2 separate regions of the Sus scrofa genome follow, and region 2 is linked to region 1. A link is a contact called in public HiChIP or PLAC-seq data. All regions are on one chromosome and are shown on one strand. The core of a region is the stretch at or near the end of the contact, and the rest is flanking DNA. Distances in the headings are between cores, read along the strand shown.

Evidence for each region. HiChIP or PLAC-seq counts read pairs in DNA pulled down with a chosen protein or histone mark.
Region 2: an H3K27ac HiChIP or PLAC-seq map of alveolar macrophages shows a contact between it and region 1. The contact joins two enhancer-like sites. A contact is called at or near these places in 1 of 5 promoter capture datasets (fetal liver) and 1 of 2 datasets of contacts at active chromatin or transcription factors (alveolar macrophages).

Annotation. Positions count from the first base shown.
Region 1 is chr9:77,923,554-77,927,487 of Sscrofa11.1, reverse strand. All of the region lies in intron 1 of UMAD1 (UBAP1-MVB12-associated (UMA)-domain containing protein 1), which reads right to left. Among named protein-coding and RNA genes, the nearest start is that of UMAD1, 11 kb to the right of the region's middle. Within about 2 kb of position 2,322, at least 3 of the 83 cell types and tissues checked have an H3K27ac peak or open chromatin away from gene starts, as enhancers often do. A contact at or near this core is called in alveolar macrophages, where this site is marked.
Region 2 is chr9:78,082,485-78,086,301 of Sscrofa11.1, reverse strand. The region is part of intron 3 of UMAD1 (UBAP1-MVB12-associated (UMA)-domain containing protein 1); the gene reads right to left. The region is part of intron 1 of LOC110262233 (a long non-coding RNA gene); the gene reads left to right. Among named protein-coding and RNA genes, the nearest start is that of GLCCI1, 130 kb to the left of the region's middle. Within about 2 kb of position 2,366, at least 8 of the 83 cell types and tissues checked have an H3K27ac peak or open chromatin away from gene starts, as enhancers often do. A contact at or near this core is called in alveolar macrophages, where this site is marked.

The DNA.
Region 1 (3,934 bases), core at 1,073-3,572:
TTTTTCCCTCTACTGTCTCTTACTCATAAAGTGAAAAATAGGGAGTTCCTACCATGGCTCAGTGTTTAACGAACCCAACTAGTATCCATAAAGATGTGGGTTCAATCCCTGTCCTTGCTCAGTGGGTTAGGGATCTGGCGCTGCCATAAACTGTGGTATAGGTCACAGACACAGCTTGGATCTTGCATTGCTGTGGCTGTGGTGTAGGCTGGCAGCCACAGCTCTGATTCAACCCCTAGCCTGGGAACTTCCATATGCCATGAGTGTGGCCCTAAAAAGACAAGAAAGAAGAAAGAAGAAAGAAGAAAGAAGAAAGAAGAAAGAAAGAAAGAAAGAAAGAAAGAAAGAAAGAAAGAAAGAAAGAAAGAAAGAAAGAAAGAAAGGAAGGAAGGAAGGAAGGAAGGAAGGAAGGAAGGAAGGAAGGAAGGAAAAAGAAAAATAGAAGAGCATTAAAAAAGTCCCCACTGATTCTACCAATTTAGGGGGCAGAAATCATCTACTATGTTAGACCAGAGTTTCTCAATCTCTTCACTCTTAGCATTTTAGACCAGATAATCTTTTGCTGTAACCACTCATCCATGAATGGATATGAGCACCTGGTATGTGATGCATTCCAGTCAGAAGACATTTTAATTTCAAGAGGTTTTTGATAAAACAAACAAAAACTTCCCTCTTTTTAATACAGTACATGTAAAAAACATAGTTGTTGTTTTTTTTCCTAAAGAAGGATAATAGTGTGAGGAAATATGGAAGTTTAGGAGATAAAGTTGATGTCTACACCACAGCAACTCAGGATCCGAGCCATGTCTGCACATATACCATGGCAACCCAGCTCATGGCAACGCCAGATCCTAAACCCACTGAGCGAGGCCAGGCATCAAACCCCCAACCTCATGGATACTAGTCAGATTCGTTTCCACTGAGCCACAATGGGACTCCCGGTGATTTCTTTAAATAACGTCCTAAGGGAGAATGAAGTAGAAACATGTGAGATCACACCTCTTTACAACTCTATAGCACAGAGAAACCTAGAATGAATAAAAATATAAAACATCAGAGTTCCCGTCATGGCGCAGTGAAAACGAATCCAACTAGGAACCATGAGGTTGCAGGTTGGATCCCTGGCCTAGCTCGGTGGGTTAAGGATCCAGCGTTGCTGTGAGCTGTGGTGTAGGTTGCAGACGCAGCTTGGATCCCACTTTGCTGTGGCTCTGTCATAGGCCATCAGCAACAGCTCCGATTAGACCCGTAGCCTGAGAACCTCCATATGCCATGAGTGCAGCCCCAAAAAGATAAAAAAAATTAAAAAAAAAATAAATAAAACACCATTCAGTGTGGATCTTTAAATGTCTCTATTTGCACATTTAAATACAACTAACATACAACAGGAACCATCGCATATAACTTCCAAAAGGACTCACTCCCCAAATGACCACTAAAAAATCTAAATCATTGCTTTCAATACAATCTCACTGCATCATCAAAAGTCTATTTCTTCCCCAAAATAAAAACAAACTTTTAGGAGTTCCTATTATTGTTCAGTAGGTTAAGGACCCTGTGTTATCCTGAGAGGATGAGGATTCAATCCCTAGCCTCGCTCAGTGGGTTAGGGATCCGGTATTGCCAGAAGCTGCTCCATAGATTGCAGATGTGGCTCGGGTCTGTGTTGCTGTGCTGTGGCATAGGCTGGCAGCTACAGCTCAAATTTGACCCCTGGCCTGGGACCTTCCATATGCACACTGAGGTATACGGCATGATTGACCAATGGGGACCTGCTGTATAGCACAGAAACTCTACCTGGGACTCTGTGATAATCTACACGGGAAAAGAATCAGAGAATGGATATGCGTATATGTATGACTGGGTTATTGTGTCCTACAGCAAAAAATATCACAGCCTTGGAAATTAACTATACTTCAATAAAACTTAAATAAAATAAAATTCAGTCATTTGTTCACTTGTTCACTTTTCTAATTCATTCCATCAACATGTTTTGAGGTAACAGGCAAAGCACTAAGCCCTAGAGAACAAGCCAAACAGAGCACTTTTTCCAAATTCAAGGGACTACTCAATCTATTTGCTGCCTATCTACCACCTCCCACGAGACCAATGCACACAAAGCATGGTGCTGAGTCCTACATAAAACCACCACCGCTCAAGCAAATGACTAACAATTTGCTAAAAGTCAAGTATTGTTATTTGTCTGAAGACGTGCATCAGACTTTTGAGTAAATAAGAAAGCTGACTGCTTTACTTCCTCCCAATTCTTCATCAAAATGCACAAAGAGAAACACAGACAAAAACTGACTGACAATAATTCAACCAGATGCCAAAGTCTGAGTCAAATGTCCATGAGTTGCACAATCAGTGGGGACTGGCCAAGAGTCATTCCTGTAGTCTCTGCCCCCATGCTACATCTTCTGGAATCCCATCTAAGGATGAATGGGAGAATGAATAATTGAAGAGACAAGCAAATGAAAACAGGAGAGTGAACCACAAAGATGGAGAAAGCAATTCATCCATTCCCATTGCCTGAACTTAATTCTGGAACACAGAAGCTTTACCTACAAGGAAAAATAGGCTGCCAGTCACCCCATGGCATGTGAATTCTATCTGAAGTCTCACTGAATTAAATTCCCTCCCTTGAAGTTCCTGTCATGGCTCAGTGGGTTAAGACCTGATATAATGTCCGTGAGGATGGAGATTTGATCCCTGCCTCACTCAATGGGTTAAGGATCCAGCATTGCCATAGGTGGGCTGTGGTGTGGGTCACAGATGCAGCTACGATCCCTCATTGCTGTGGCTGTGGTGATGGCCGGCAGATACAGCTCCATTCAACCCCTAGCCCAGGAACTTCCATATTACACAAGTGTGGCCTTAAAAAAACAGATTCCCTCCCTTATTCTTTAGGCGGTCTTTCACCTCCATTCAGAGAGGATTGTTTTGGGCATAAACAAGCAACAGAGAAAAATGAGGAGGGCAATGGTTTGTAACCGCCCAAGGAAGACTTTGTAAAACGGGGTCCCAGACAGAAAAAGCTCCATGAGCAGAACACAGGAGGGACATCTACTTTCATGTTCGAATAAGTACAAACTACCCCTAATTCTCCAACCCATTCAGAGACCTGGACAGTCGACTAAAGAAGACTCGATCCCAGACCAGCAGACCCACACAGGAAAGTTCCTGTTAGCCACTGGGAACTGAACAAAACAAGGAATGTGTGCATTCAGCTACCTTCCAAGACTAGACACAGAAACAAGGAGCAACAGAAAGTTCAGGGAGGGAGGGAGACATAAGGAGTAGCAATCACCCAGTTAACTTAAGGAAGGGAAAATGTAGACCCAAAAGACCAAGAGGAAGAATATCTCTCTGATTTTTCCATAAGAAACTATTGAAAAGTATAGAAAACATCTTGGTAACCCTCAACTGATTACAAGAGGACACAATCTCTTACACCCAGGAAGAGCTGGTCACCCAGATGATTCAGGACCTCCACTCTTACAGCCTACATACTTCCTTCCTTCTGGGGAAGCACCGTGAGGTTTTCTTTCCCCTTCTTATCTTTTGGTTCATCATCACTAAGATGCCCAACAGATACTTCAGGACAATTTGGTAAGGTGAGTAACAATTATAAGTTACAATTTATTATTTAAATAGGTTGTATAACAAGGCACTGTGCTTGGGACTTTACATATGCAATCTTATTTAATAATTATAATAACCTCATAAAGCTTTATCATCTCCCACATCAATACAGAAATGACAGCTCTGAAGGGGTGAATAATCTGTCCAAAAGTCACTTAAGTGAAAGTATCAAGATTTAATCCAGGTCTATATTCTTCACTCTGTGCTGTAGTGCTTCAATGTCCAAGCCTGCCATCTTCCCAGCACATGTAGTTCTACTCTACTCTCCAAGCAGAAAAAAGCCTGATGG
Region 2 (3,817 bases), core at 1,117-3,616, 160 kb before region 1:
GTTCCCAGGCCAGGGACTGAACCTGCACTGCAGCAGTAACCCAGGCTGCTGCAGTGACAATGCTGGATCCTTAAGTGCTGTGTCACAAGAAAACTCTAACTTTGCCTTCTTTTATTCAAAGAAACATAGAAAGCATCTAGAATGGAGCCAACAAGTAGAACTTTTTTGTTCCTTCTGATTTTATGATCAAATATTTCAGATAACACACCACAAAAGTCCAGAAAATTATATGATGCATCCCCCAATGAATGGTACTTTCAAAAATACAGAGGAGGAATAAGTTTATGCAAGAGAGGGTACTCAGAATATTCTGGCTATAGCAGCAGTGAGATGAGGACATGCCAGACATAAAGACATGAGGTAAGGGCCTAAAACAGAGTAAAGTTAACATTACCTTAATTCAAACTGTTGCAAATTTATAACAAATTACCATTCAGGAGCATCCAATTGATACCAGCCCAGAGTAGCTAACTCAGTACAAATAAATATCTTCATAAATGCATATCGTTAATATCTGTGTCACCTTAATACCTTTTTTAAGAATAAGAGCAATATGAGGATTCATTCTTAACAAGACATACATTTGAGGGATTGATTTATAATTATTTTCATTTATTTTTTATTTTTTATAATTATTCTTATAAATAATATATCGGAGGAGGGAAAGATAAGAATACAAAATACAACTCTTCTTTCTTTCCTTTCTTCTTTCCTTTTTTTTTTTTTTTAAGTACAAAGCTCTGACACCATGTAAAGGAGAGATCAGAAAGGCAAACGTCAGCAGACAGAAAACTCTATTGGGAGACTCTGTGATACATCAGATGAGTAATGAGGAGGGTCTGGTCTCTGGTCCTGGCACAGGAAAGGTAAAGGAGAGGACAAACAAGAGTGTTTCTGACAGGACCTAATGAATAATTAAATGTGAGGAAAACGGTGCCTTGAACATGACTCGAACCCTTAAATCTACCCAAACAAGGACATCCAGAAGGCTCCAGTATCATCCTAGGGACTAGTGTCAACCAAATTAACATATCATAAATATTCTTCATAAATAGCATACTTACAAATATTTTTCATTAGTAAATATTTGTGTCATAAATATTTTTCATCAATGAAAAGTATAAATCATTCTTTTTAAGTTATATCAGAACAGGAAATGTATCTTTCTTTGCAATAAAAATGAAATGTGCAATTTTTCTGCCAGACTCAGGATATGAGACATAAAGCACCGTGGTTATGTTTCTAGCTCAGGTTTCTGCATTTTCCTCTTTTCTGTTCATTTACATTTATAAAAAAGGAAATGAGCTTTAATTTTTCCCCCAGAGATTCAAAAGGATTTGTACCCACTAAGTGTCTTTGTATCTCCCTGCCACACTGCCAGGCATAATGTGAAACTATGATCATAGAGGATGCTTAAAAATTCCTGGTTAAATTAATAACTTTAAAAATGAAATAAAAATGAAAGTCAAATAGAAATTACTTGTTCCCACATGATGGAGTATAATTTGAGAAAAAGAACATATGTATATGTATAACTGGGTCACTTTGTTGCACAGCAGAAATTAAAAGAACACTGACAATAGACCATAATAAAAAAATTAAAAAAAAAGAAATCACTTGTTCCACAAATATGCAGAACTTATTGCTGTTAGTATTAGACTGCCTGTTAAATGCACATCAGTAAATGATTGCTGATGCTCATTAAATGACAATTTAAATATTTCGCCAGGAAAAATCCATTTCCTAAATAATTACCCTTCTTGCCATGTTTGTTGTTATGAAAAATTGCCAGCTGTTAAATCCAAAGACAAGCCCTCATTCGTACCCGTGCTAAGAACTGCTATGGACAGGGAAAACAAGAAAATGTTTGGGAGATACTGCAACACACGAAGTTTCCTTAGTAAATGACATGACTATATGGTCAATACTACATAATTAGAATTTTTTACCTCTTGTTATAGTGTTCCATGTTTGTGTTTTGAAAAGAAACCAGTGATTTTTATCTACCCTAATTTAAAGATCACATTATTGTCAGGGACATCCTAGTCACACACAAAATGAAGGTCAAAGTTTCAGATTTGGCATTCAGTGCCCTAGATGATCTGGGCCATTTCACGTCTGATCTCCTGGTCAGTGATCCTGTGGAATAAGGGTTTGTAGCACTAGTTGCACAGTGAGAGGCTGTGGTTCAGGAGGGCTTCATGGCCAAGAAGGTAGGCAGGCTGGAAGGCAGGCCAGGCAGGGCAGGGGCTAGCTCCTTTCTTTCTGGATCAAAGCCTTTAGTGGCAGCTCCTCACCAGCTACACATGTGAGCACATGTGTGTGTGCCCACAAGGGGCGGGGGAGCCCTGGGGAATGACCTAGCTGCAGTGAGCTCAGGACTAGAGGCTCTGGAAAGCCTTATGTAGAGCTGTGGCCTTGAATTATGACTCAGTGACAGTGACTTGGCAGTTCAGTGTTTGAGTCAATCTGAATTCAAAGCTGAGCTACACATTAGCTAAGTTATCCTGGTATTTTACTTTTCTAAGCATCAGTTTTCTTAACAGTAAAAATGGGGAGAATTAAATGATATACCACAGCACTTAGCACAGTATCTAAGCATAGTGGGAGAGCACTAAACAATGGCTTTTATTGTCACTACTGAAAGTGAATCCAGAACACCAGAGCTCTGGGGAGCAGTCTTCTAACCTCATTTATCCACTTGGCCAACCAGCAACTATAAACAACCCCTTTGCTTCTTAAAACACTGGAATGAAGCTCAAATGGAGAGTTCAGTGAAAATATTTTGAACTTCAGAAAAGCTTTTCATAAGTATTTTCCCAAAAAGACGGCAGTAGTGAATGCCAAAGAAACTCTTTGATTCCACCACTTTCAGAACATTATTCAATAACCTGACGCATTCAAAAGAAGAGTACTGCTCTTATGAAACAAATGCTTGTCCAAAAAAAAAAGTCACAGGGAGTTCCTGTCATAGTTCAGTGGAAACGAATCTGACCAGTATCCATGAGGATGGAGGTTCAACCCTGGCCTCGCTCAGTGGGTTAAAAATCTGGCATTGCCATGAGCTATGGTGTAGGTCACAGATGTGGTTTGAATCTGGCATTGCTGTGGCTGTGGTGCAGGCCAGCAGCTGCAGCTCTAATTCAACTTTTGTCCCGGGAACCTCCATATGCTATGGGGCGGCCCTAAAAAGACAAACAAACAAAAAAATCACCTACACCATTTTGGTTAAAAACTAATTCTACAAACAACCTATGAGAGGTAGTGTTAAACATACTTATATATTTCCAATTTTATATATCTGTGAATTGAGATTTTTTTTTTTTTTGCTGCTGATTCAGCACTGAGAATCAACTGTCATATTGCATGTAAAACCTCATCTCTGAAGCAACAAGCCATTGAGCCCAATATCCCTTTACTACTGCGTGATCACAGGACATTCTATTTCCCCTGTTAAAAACTTAATTTGATTTGCGTTTACTATTACTTCTACTTCATTATGTATTTAAACATTTTTTTTTTTTGTTGGCCTTGCCCGTGGCATGTGGAAGTTCCCAGGTAGAGGCTGAAATTGCACCACAGCAGTGACCTGAGCCACTGCAATGACAATGCCAGATCCTTAACCTGCTGTGCCATAAGAGAACTTCCTGTATTTAAATATCTTAATATCATCATTTTCTTAAGTTATCTTTTAGTTTTCAAGGAAAGTTGGTTTTACATTTATGACACTGGTGTAAAATTTTCTCTTTATATGTATCAATTTAAAACTTAGGTCAATTCTTTGAAAACAAATTTGTGGTTACCAAAGGGGATAGTT